Linked DNA regions of Hordeum vulgare: region 2 is linked to region 1. The links are chromatin contacts, called in public Hi-C maps. All regions are on one chromosome and are shown on one strand. The core of a region is the stretch at or near the end of the contact, and the rest is flanking DNA. Distances in the headings are between cores, read along the strand shown.

What was found. Hi-C and Micro-C count contacts between places; a contact is called where the count stands out from the background.
Region 2: a Hi-C map of leaf shows a contact between it and region 1, with 9 times the contacts expected there. The contact joins the promoter of LOC123403026 here to the promoter of LOC123402948 in region 1. A contact is called at or near these places in 4 of 6 Hi-C or Micro-C datasets (leaf and seedling) and 1 of 1 datasets of contacts at active chromatin or transcription factors (embryo).

The regions. Positions count from the first base shown.
Region 1 is chr6H:463,931,205-463,937,498 of MorexV3_pseudomolecules_assembly, forward strand. It overlaps LOC123402948 (transcription factor BHLH089-like), which reads right to left and starts at 3,116. Exons shown (of 6, transcript XM_045096918.1): 1 at 2,520-3,116; 2 at 2,236-2,436; 3 at 2,010-2,144; 4 at 1,599-1,910; 5 at 1,428-1,506; 6 at 818-996. The coding sequence starts at 2,816. The coding sequence ends at 959. It overlaps LOC123402949 (universal stress protein A-like protein), which reads left to right. Exons shown (of 5, transcript XM_045096920.1): 5 at 549-841. The coding sequence ends at 574.
Region 2 is chr6H:464,203,366-464,208,873 of MorexV3_pseudomolecules_assembly, forward strand. LOC123403026 (U-box domain-containing protein 5) reads right to left here and starts at 2,162. Exons shown (of 7, transcript XM_045097005.1): 1 at 1,896-2,162; 2 at 1,646-1,780; 3 at 327-410; 4 at 1-79. The coding sequence starts at 368.

The DNA.
Region 1 (6,294 bases), core at 1,866-4,365:
ATGCATTGGTGGATGCATGTGGATAATTTCTAGCAGTTTCTAGTTGTAAAGAATTTTTTGCCACAAGATATTCAAGCAAATGATTCTGCTGTTTCTCTACGAGTCTGCCTTGTGTTCTCCGAGAGTAATTTCTGCTCTTCCTCACATCAAATTTGCGCTCGGTGAAGAAGGCTCATTTTCCTTTTCACACCGATACTGTAATGTTGGTGACGATTCTCCTTCCCTCAAAACAATTCATTAATTCAATGTTGTTTGTGATGGAAAAAATATTCACTTGATAAACAATATTTTAATGTAGCTTTGTTGACGGAGTCACAACGAGAGCAAAGTTATCTTATACTGTTACCTTTTAGTAGCAAAACATATTTGATGGTTTAAGATATATTGAAATTTGAGTAGTACCCATGAAAAGTCTGAAACAATATACCTTGCTCGAAGAGCGGATCTGGGCGCACTTAGATCTTCATCAGAACTTATTGTGAGTGATGGTGTGCACATGAATTATGTTTTACTTTGAGTATAAGTAAGGTTGAATTATGTCTTTGCAGAAGCTGGTGAACAGTCTGTGCTTTAAAGAGGGGACGACAAGTAGGAGACAGCGGTGCACTGGTTTGGTGTTGCACTTTCAGTTTAATGTAATTTAGCTGATAAGATTGTGTGCATGTTGTTGTTCTGAATTTGTTTGTAGTGAGAACATTTATTCTGAGCAAGGTAGCGAGAATATATTGTAAATGCTTTTGCTGTAATCTGAATCCTTCGTGTAGCTCAGTAGTGAAGAACTGCGGATTGCTTATGATATGATTTGGTACACGAGCAATACAAGAATATAACTTCACACAAATGTGCTTCTGTTTTCATTGCTGACAGAATACTGCATTAGTACAGTTGCTATGAATAAAGAATCTTCAGCCACACGTATAGTTGCAGTTAAAACTCCAGGAATGAGAATTAATCCTGCTTACAGTTCCATTTTGAGGTTGTCTAACAAACAGCCACCTGCAAGGGAAAGTAGCAGCCTGATTCAGGGGAAATGTTCTTCTGAAGTTAAAAATAGTACAAAATGGGCACTTGAGTCCTGACACTGCACCGCATACTAAAAATATGAATTTCATATTTGCATTACAGGACCAACATAGCAGCTTATTCAACTTTCGATGTGTTCATGGCACATGCTTCCTGCACTTAACTGACTATACACATGCATCTTCCAAATTTGCACAAGAAGCAAGTACTGTTTGTTTTTGGTCGAGTTCTTTAATCTTCTGTCAGTATAACACCTATATGATGACTACACTAGCCTCAACTTATGTGTAACAACGTCTTATTTTTTCCTTGACTAAACATGTATCTATGTTCTTTCACATGAGTATATCAGTACAAAGTAACCCTGCAAGTGCAAGCTTTGCTTCACAGAAGCAGCTACTCACTTTGAACTGACTGAAACTGTGCATCAAACCCACTGAACAAGTTCTGGGATGCAATGTCCCAAGCGGCAGCTCCGTTCACCTGCAACAAAACGCAACAAAACAGAAGTTCAGAATATCATCATCTATCAGAACCGTACATCATGCAAGGACGGTCGATCTCCGGGCACATACATCGAGGCATGACTCTACCGATGTGGCGGCCGACGCCGACGCCGGCGTGGCAGCCGCCGACCGGAGCGGGTACGGGTGGTTGAGGACCATGTCTAGCCCGAACCCAGCAGCCGGCTGCTGCATCTGCTGCATAGCAGTGTTGCTCATCTGAAGGCAGGACGGGTCCAGCTGCCCATGGTGCATCGGCAGCGTCATGGCGGGCAGGGCCGCCGCGGGGCCGCACGGCTGGCTCATCCTCCTGCCACCGAAGAGGTCGTCGACGATGTTGAAGTTCACCACCGGGTTGGCGGCGGCGATCTTCATGGACAGGAACTGCGCGCGTGCAGCCATGCCCAGAGGTAAGAAGCATGCAACGTGATCTTCACACGAGAGAAGCGGAATCAGGCGGGTGGTTGATGCCGTGATGCGTACCTCGACCTGCTTCTGCAGGGACTGGACGTAGTTTATGATCTCGTCGAGCATGCCGGCCTTGCCGGTGACCTTGTCGCACCCGGGCACCAGCTCCTGCAGGTACCTCATCCGCTCGCTGATCCTCTCCCGCCTCACCTGCACCATGCGCACCAGGATCAAACTGTGCATGCATGCGCAGCGCAGGTTTGATTGTTCTTGTTTCTACGAGTAGCATAGCAATGCGTACCCGCTCGGCGAGGCTGTGGCTGTCCGTGGCCTGCCCGCGCCGGGCTCGGACGTGGATGTAGTCGGTCTTCTGGCCGGCGGCCGCCGCCTCCGGCTTCTTCCTGGCGCACGCCTTGGGCTTCTCCGGCCTCCCCTTCGCCGCCCCTCCGGCCTCGTCAGGATCGCGCAGCTGCTGCTTCCCTCTCGGCCTCTTGCAGCCGTCCTGACAACGGTTTTTTTTTTTTGTCAGTCAAATGCTAGCACACCAAGAAGCAGAGCGCATGCATGAACATCTGACGCACTCACCTTTGCGTCCAGATACGCGTCGGGTTTTCTCTTCGTGGAGCCGCCGCCGCTGCTGGCGCTGCCGCTGCGGGAGAAGGAGTTGCCGGCGCCGTTGCTGGTGCCCGCCGGCGGCGGCGGCGGCGCGCCGAAGGCCGCGTAGCACGCGCCGCTGAGGTCCGGCCACTCCTGCTGCTGCAGGTACCCGAAGGCGCCGCACAATGCGCGGTACTTGTCGTCGTCGTCGAGCAGGCCCTGGAAATGGCTCTCCACGGACGCCGCCGGACCCGGACCGCCGCCGCCGCCGCCGCAGTGCGCCATTAATCACCACCTCGCCAAGAGCGAGCGAGCGACCGATCGATGGATCAAGCCCGGACGAAGCCTTGGCTGATTCTTCTTGGTGAAGTGCAACCAACTATAGGTAAGGTGTGCGAGTGCGAGTGGATCTTGGAAGACAAGCGACGATCGAGGCGGCGTAGGGCTTGTGCCTGAAGCTTGCGTGTCCCTGTCTCGGTGTCTCCCTCCTCTTTTGTGCTTCCTGGAATTTTTCCTAATCCGTATATATAGAGGGGATGATGGGTGGCCGCGTAGGAGCATTTGTGCAAGTAATCGTACTTTTTTCCCTGCGAGATTGGATTGGATTGGATTGGGCCCTGTAGGTGTGATCATGTGAGGTAGGGCTGGGGTAAAGGAGGGGCCGGGTCCCTGTGTTTCAGCTGGCGGGCAGATGCATGCAGTGGCTACCGAGTCCCGCTCAGGCCCCTCCCGCTTGTCTGCAAACTGGTAAGTGGCTCGTTCCTACATTTGCCTTGGTTTGTAAGACTGATGCGCTGTCGACCATTGAGGCTAGGGAGACCAGTTATGATGTGTGAACGATAGCCATTCATCAGAAACGAGCATATGCAAAACTTTTTCCTCGGGCAACCAACAGTATCTCTTGCCTTTTCATGTGGAAGAAGAAAACCGACCTTGAACAAGGAAAACTGACCCAACGCTCCATGGTCTCGAAACGCTCGGCTTTGGTTCAACTCTCGGGGCGATGTTGCGCCCCAAGCGAGCCGACGACTCTGTCACCCAAATGACCATGATCGACACCATTCAATACGATCCATGTTGCCGCTTTGACTTACAAACCTGAACAACACACACTAGCCCTTAGGTTGCGTACCAAACGAGCCGACGACTCTCCTAACCATGTGACAATCGACACCCTACAACACATACGCTCTTCGGCGTCGTCATGACTCCGGCTTCCACATCGCCCCTAAGCCACGTACCCGATGAGTCGAGGACTCTGCCACCCAAGTGATCAAACTCGACACCGGCAACACAAATCCGCTATCCCAAGCTGCCATTCCCACATTCACACCGATCCCGAGGCCGCACAACTCCATAAGAAAATATCTTAGTCTCCAAGGTAAATAGGAAAAATCCGAGTCTCTTGAACAGGATCTTGAATGAGAAGTAGATCATAGTATTATATCTTAGGTTTTCAATATAAGCTGGGAGGTAAGGGACGTGATGTTTTTGCATCCGAGCTCAAATGAGTTTGGGTGAACAGTAAATTCAAAATAAAAATAAAAAAATACTTTTAAAATTTTCAAAAAAATCCGAATTTTCTTATAGCAAACTTTACATTTTTTAGAACATTTGTCAAATTTGTCGTATTTTTTAGATTTTGAACATGTTAAAAGTACTTTTGAAATTTAATGTTTGCCCGAGCTCATTTGAGCTCGGATGTAGAAGGGCACTTTTCGGAGGTAAGTCTATTGTTTGAAGAAATGATAGCACACTAGAAGGATAGTGCGTGCCGCACTGTGTTATATTCTTGAGGTTATACATGTTTCGTGTAATTTTTTTAAAGTTCTAAAAAAATTACGTATTAGTTGATTTGGCGTGTGAGGGATGCAATGAAGTTTTTTTTAATTAGATATGCTACTCCTACGAACATACTTTGTGGAATCATGCTTACAATTTATGGTCACGGATTTAGGAAAAAGTGGGCCAATGGTATAAATCGGGAAAGTATTTAGTGGAACAATATTTAGTATGTACAATCCATAGTAAATTATTCGTGAGTGTACCATTTTTCTTATTATCATTGTGGTGTTTGGGTGGTTTTTTTGACCGTATGATTGAAGAACGTCTTTTAATTAGTACAAAAATATGAGAAAATTATTTACATTGTTGGACGCGTGTGTTATGCTGGTGCTAAACGGCCATGGGCAATATTTTTGTACGTGCCATGGGCAATATTTTTGTTTTTTCACCCATTCATCGAGAGATCTCACCATGAAGCCAGGGTGAACGACTCAATCAATTATGTATCCAAACAAAATTAAATAGTTGAATGAGGGGCTTTAAAACAGGATAGCTCAATGATGTTAGAGATTTCAGTGCCACAACAAAGGATTGAATCAAGGATTGACGGGAGAAGCTTTAATATTAGGGACCATAGTGTATTTAACAATGAATAAGAGAGCTCACTGTGGAATTATTGACTAGGTCAAAATTGGATTACCCAACATCAAAGTGAGACCTCAATTAATTGTGAGGCCTTAAAGAAATAGAAAGCCCAGTGTTATAGAGGGTTAAAACAATTGAATGAGAAATTGTTGACCCGATCAAAATCGATGGCCCAATTTTAAATTGGTGACCTCAATTGAATGGGAGGTCTCCAATTTTAAAGAGTTTAGTGATATAATACATTTCTCAGTTATTGACTACTAATAAAATGTGCCTAATCGTTCACTTCCATAATTTACCGTGTTTGTTGAACTGTGCTGTGATGCGCTGAACTTATTTTATAATTGACCTAAAAGATAATCACCACAGGAAAAAAACAGGCAACCGGACGATAAAATGATTAGAAATAGACCAGGCAAACCAGACTACTCAGGGGAAATGAATAGCTAAGAGCATCTCCAGCCGTTGGAGCCCCTCAAAACATCACCGAACCAAAAAAATGGTGCATTGGGGCGCCAGATGCTTCATTCGACAACAATACGGATGCATCTTTCCAGCCACACCCCGTTCCAATCAAAGTTTGTGAGGGAAATGATGAAGTGGGTCAACAAAAAGGACACATGAAAGACGTAAATCGTTCAAACTTTCACTTACCCCCCCCCCCCCCCCCCCAAAAAAAAGAAAAGCCCCCCAAGGCGTCGAGCCGATGCTATTTTGACGTCCGGATGAGCGTTCAGGACATGGTTGAGACGTTTTTCGGTCAAAAAGCATCACCGAATACCGAACCTAAAAAGATGTCTTATGGACATCTTGGGGACGGGGGTTGAAGATGCTCTAAGCAACGAAGGATCCCTTTATGAATTTTGAAAGGGGAGGCTGCTTTCTGAGTTTTGACTGAGGCTGCCTACAAAAGGACGATTGTTGAGGTGACAGCTGCTCCAATAACCGCATGTACAACCTCTATCGTCTCTGCGCGCACTCGCACACCGGCCCCCATCACCGCGCACCCGCCACGTGTACACTGCATTAAGACGACGAGATCGCCGGATTAATGATAACAACCCTTTGGCCATTACTGTCGGAAAACCGCGCTTTGGGTTGTCGCTAATACGATGATCAGTATGCGTGCGCGTCGGCTTAATTCCTCTGGCACTGTCAGTCCTCTTCTGATACCAGTACCGATGACGATGATGGACAAGACCCGCGACAGTGTAGTTGTTTTTGTCAATTTTCGTGAGGCCGTTCCTTTATTTTTCTTGGACTCATCTGTTGTTTTTTGCTGCCAGAGCGTTTGCAGTATCTTGGGAATGTTGTGTTGTTTGTTTATATGCGA
Region 2 (5,508 bases), core at 912-3,411, 270 kb after region 1:
GAGCTGCCTCAATTGATGGAAGAATAGAGGAGATTTTATCTAGCATCATTGTCAACTCACTGCACAATGAGCTGTGAACCTAACAAAAGCAAGACAATTCATATAAAAGCATTAATAAAAAAAATTAGGTACACAAAGATGAAACTAAAAAGACGATGAATGGAACCCTTGCATGACTAGTATGACACATAAGAAACAGCATGATTTCCCCGCCATATACGAGAGGGTTTCATCTTGCATAATAAAGGCATATAACCAAATGCCCCGTGTCTGAATAAAAAGTACTGGAATGGTTGGAAAAACTGAGAGGTAATTAAGTATTCCACCTTTGGACAAGAGTTGCGCCGTGATAAACCCGTGTTCGCCATTGTCGAAGAGTGACTGCCAATCTTAATCGTAAGGGCCTTGAACTGTTGAACAGGGAAGAAAATAATGTCATGAAAATGCTGTGAATTAAGTCAGGGAAATCCAACCATATCAGGACACTGAAGAATGTTACTAAGTTGTCAAAGGAAACAATAGTTCGGTCCACACAAATGTCAAATTTGTAAGGTATATGGTGATGGTGGTGGCTCGTTGCATCAAGGGAACATCTCTCACCATGCATTTTTTTTCTGAATGCTTTTTTCTTATCACAGTTACATAATTCAGGAAGTGTTTATCAAAAATAAATTATTAGTAGCTAGCTGTTTTCATAGCTATGTCGGGTGAGAGTGCTATGACTCCCCTTACAGGTCCAACTGCATAACTAGATTGCATTTACGAACAATGATTAATCGTCGAGAAACCAAGACATGTCATCATTTGTACTAACAGATGGCCCTAATAACCCAACCTCTCGTCTTCTAGCACAGGCAAAAAGTAAACCGATTGGTCAAAATACCTCTTGAACAACCACCATTATTGAAAGTCAACAAATTGGTCCGCAGCCGGTCTTTTTGTTCTTTCAACAACCATGCAATAAAATAATAAGAATAAAAGTTGAATCGAGTTGATTATGGGCCATCGGACCATTTCATCCTCGGCCTTACACAATTGGTTGAAGAAATCAAACCACGGATAAGAGCAGGAATAAATAAACAAACGAGTTGTATTCTGAATTTCAAAGCGTCTCAATGGGTGGGTACATGACAAACCCCCGGTCGTATGGGCCAAGCAAACGTAATCGTTTCCAGCGCTAAGCTTGATGCAGGAAGCATACGCAGAGAGGAAAGGGGATTGGAGTTTTGCAAGAACCCACTGATCAGTTGGTTTGCTATTGGCGGTATCAAGTATCAACCCAACCCGCATGAGGCATGAATGGACCCCAACCACCCCGGCCATTAGCACAAAAGCGGAAAGCACTGGAAGGGGAAGAGAAACATAAAAAATCAGCCCCTTTGGGCAGAAAGACCTAAACGGCGCGGGCCAGAAAAATCATCATAGAAAAAGATTGGCGTTTTGTTCCCAGGGATGGAAGAAGAGGGCAGGTCCAGCCGACGATTTAGCAACTCAATCAAAAGGTGATTATCGATCATGGAAACGGCACCAAATCCCTCCGGATCATCAACAAGAGAGGATGCACACGGGGGGATTCAATGGAGCATCGGCAGCATAGGGGCATAACAAGATGGAATCAACTTGGAAGGGGGACGAGACAACCAACCTGCTGGCGCGCGGTAGGAACGACCCAAAACCAAGCTGCGCGCAGAGAAAGCAACGAACCTCCTCCTTGTTGCTGTTATTTGTCGCCCCTCGACACGGGGACAGAGGGGATAGATGGAAGGAACCCTGCTTCCTCCTGCAACCACAAAGTCGAACGGAACGAATCAGCCGGACGTCCTCCCTCCCCGGCAAGCAAGGCAGCAGCGAGAGGAAGAGCGATAGAGGCTCGTGGAGCGGGGGAGGGACCATACCAGGCGCAAGAACGGCAACCCTCTGCTGGCTCACCGGAGCATGGACGGACGGAGGGATGGAGGGGTCCTTGGATTTGGATGCCGGAAGCGGGTGGGGTTCGAGGAATGGAGTACGGAGGCGTTTGCTCCCTGGGTCGACCAGTCTCCTCCTAGTCTAGTACTCGTAGCGGTATAGAAGGAGACGGATAAAGGCGGCGCGGGGAGGAGGGGAGGAGGGGGCAGCGGGACAGAGAGAGGGAGAAAGGAATCGTGGGAATGATGGGAGCCACAGGCACACCACCACCTGCGCCCATAGCGCGCGCGCGCGCACCAGCGAGTATAATATTCCTCGTCGCGCTCGGGCTCGCTGCTTTTCCTTCCCGGTCGCCGTCCCCGCCATAGCGGTTTGCGGGGCCCGCCCCCGGATGGCGCCCTGTCCGTCTCCATCGGCTCGGTAGAGACACGCACCACACCACCTTCCCACGAGACCCCGCGCGTGGACACGTACGTGCCATGGCGACTGCGCGCCCACGGTGCACCACACCAGCACCAGGGTCCCGGACCCAGCGAGCGCCGAAGCTAACCGACGGGCGCGGCCTCGCGGACCACGCGCGCGCGGCGGGGCAGGCGGAAAGGCAGGGTCATGCGAGCCGCACGCCGCCGCCGCCGCCGCCGCCGCCTGCCGATGGATTCTCAGGGGGGCTTTGTTAGGCTAGGCGTTGAAACCTGGAGAAAACAACTGATTAGTTAGTGGTTGGGGGAAGATTCGGCTTCTGTTGAACGCCGCCGAAACGATCGGCTTAACCCCTCCTCCCCTAACCTGATCAGTGAGTAAAGCTTGTGGGCATTCATACGTACCCGGTCTTTGCTTAAGCTTGCGGAGCTTCCTTTGAAAGAACGCGTGCAAGACCGTCCTCGGTCTCTTCGGACCAAGGGATTAGACTGCTAGCACGCCTTCAGCTTAATTAAAGACCCCTCCCCTCCCTAAAACGGGGCAGCGGCTTCTAGAAACGCTCCGCTTAACCAAGAAGCTCCCTAGCACCGAGCAGAGCACCACCCCTCATTCCATCATGTGTGTGTGCGCGCGCATGTACAAACTCGACACGGCACCTCGTTCCAAATGTGCTAAATGATGATACCAGAACAAAAACACACTTGCTTTCGGAGCTTCTTTAGCGTTTTGACTCGACCATCTTTCGTGAATCATGATGCAGTTTACTATCACCGGAGTACCAATGATGCGCATCACGCATCATCATGATCATCATGCAAAGCAAGGCCACACCTGTGAACGACGAATGATTGATTCGGTAAGGGCGATCAGTTGGCAAACCACTGACGTACGCGTCATGCAGCGCAAGCAGCCGGCGGTTGCTCTCATGCATACAACAAAAAGGATGCTCCTCTCCTGGTCTTGTAGTGCTACCGGTTTATGTTCGTTGATCAGAAAGAAACAGAATGGGGAGCAAGCAAACAAACGGCGGGGCTTGGGCAAAGATTCGGCTTCTGTTGAATGCTGCCGAAACAATAAACTTGTCCCCCGTCGGTTAGGGCAGCTCCAACACCGTTCATCAAAACGGACATCATCGAATGCCACGCATCCATACTTTAATCATACTAGCACAAATGCTCATTCGAACCCAGGCCTTCCGGTGAGAGCAGCAATAGTGAAACCACCAGGCTAGTTGGTTGTTTGTGACAAAATAAGGGCTAGCGCTGAATAACATAAAACCGACGGTGACTTGTGAAGAGGAATAATAAATCGTTTTTTATCCACTTACCGGTGGCATGGTGGATAATTTAAGCCAACTTCAGGGGTAATTTTTATGACGGACGACAGAAGCACTATTTATTTTACTATTATTAGGAAAAGATTCATTAAATGTTCGTTCCCTTGTCCGATGGAAAGAGAAGAAAGATAGAAAGAAGAAAAGAGGGGTGTAGAGCAACTCCAACGCGCCGATCCAAACGAACGATGTTTTTGTTTGTTTTTTATTCGTTTGGGTCGGTCGCCCGTTCGATGTCCGACTTGTTTAAGATTTGGGTCGACGGTGAGTCCAACGTCCGTGATCCATTTTATGTCCGTGCACACATTTTAAAAGCAGATAAGGCAATGATCATGTCGTCGTCCAAAGTTTATGACGGCACCATATGTCAGCGGCCGGCATACAATACCAGCTTCAGAAAATAGTTCATGCTGACGCACTTGTCAGTGGCCGGCAGACATGCCAGCACACAAAAAAGAATGGGAGTTCGACCACGTCATCGCGGTCGTGATCATGTCAGCACACTTGCCAGCATAAAAAAGAAGGAGGGTGAAGAGATTCGATGACATCTTGTCCAGGAGAACGAAGTACATCGTTCCAACATCAAGGAGGAAAGAAAGACGGAAAGGTTTAGCATGTTGATAGTAGCGACCAAAAAGAAGCTCAAACTCAAAGAGAAGAAGCCATATTCAAAGAGAAGAAGATCGAAATTGCAGCCGCTTCGAAGAACGAAAAGATGTTAGACCTTGAAGATGTATGATTTAGATGATGGCACAAGGATAATCGTTTAGGTCGTTCATTTTAAGGTGTTAAAGTGGCAGAAGGAAGAGCTAGAGGCGAAAGAGGTGGTCGAGACGGCCGAGAAAGAGGCAGGGGTGACAACGATAGATTGGGCGTGGAGCTGACGAACTGATATTTTTATGATCGAACATGTAAAAACTATGCATACTTACCACTTTTTATGCGATTAGGAGATGTGATCCGTTATGTGATCGAACAAATTTGAATTTCGAATTGACCGGGATAGTATTTGATGGCCGACTTCCACATCAATGTCAGCGGGTTTGTCAACCCGGTCTATGAACAGATGTGGTGCTTGGTTTAAGGGGCGGCGCCGGAGATGCCCTTATGCATTTTGCAATAAAAAGAATGTTCATCCCGATCGTACTCCCCTACTGCTGCTAGTTTTTGTTCCTTGTGTCCCAGTTTTTGTTCTCCAGTAACAGCCGGCCGGCAAACGCACGACGGGTAGATGGACGCTCTCCGCAACACGTGGATCGAGCGAGAGCAGGCGCTGCTTTACGCAAAGGCGACGGCGGGCGATTGGCGCCACGGAGGCCGGCCGGGCGCACGTCTCGATTAGCCAGCCGCTGCCTGCCGCGTCTCTCCCGATCCCACCGGAGTTGGCCGACACGGCGGGTCCACCTGCCCCCGACATGCCGGTGGTGGACCGATCGATGAATCTCACCCTGCTCGACCGCCACATTTCGCGTCATCTTCCTTCCTTCCTTCCTTCCTTCCTCTCGCGTCTCCCGTGCGCGATAATGGAGTCGAGTGGCCGGAAGGCAAGCCGGTGAAACCCAACTTAGCCATATCGTTTTGATATGATATGATATCGTTTTCTTTTTCTTTTTTGAAAAGATATGGTATCGTTTTTATGCCTTTTGGTCCGGGAGTGCGTTTCTGGGTCCTGGCCGGCCGGCCGGCGGGCTACGGTGCATGTGGCCGCGCCGTTGGCCACGCAAAGAAGGGGGCAGGCCTCGTCGGTCGTGCGGTCGTAGCCATGCATGGAGGCCGGCCGCCCTGGTCTGGTCTTTTTCGATGAGGTTATGATGGCGCACGCACGTCCTCTTGTGTTCTGCAGCGCG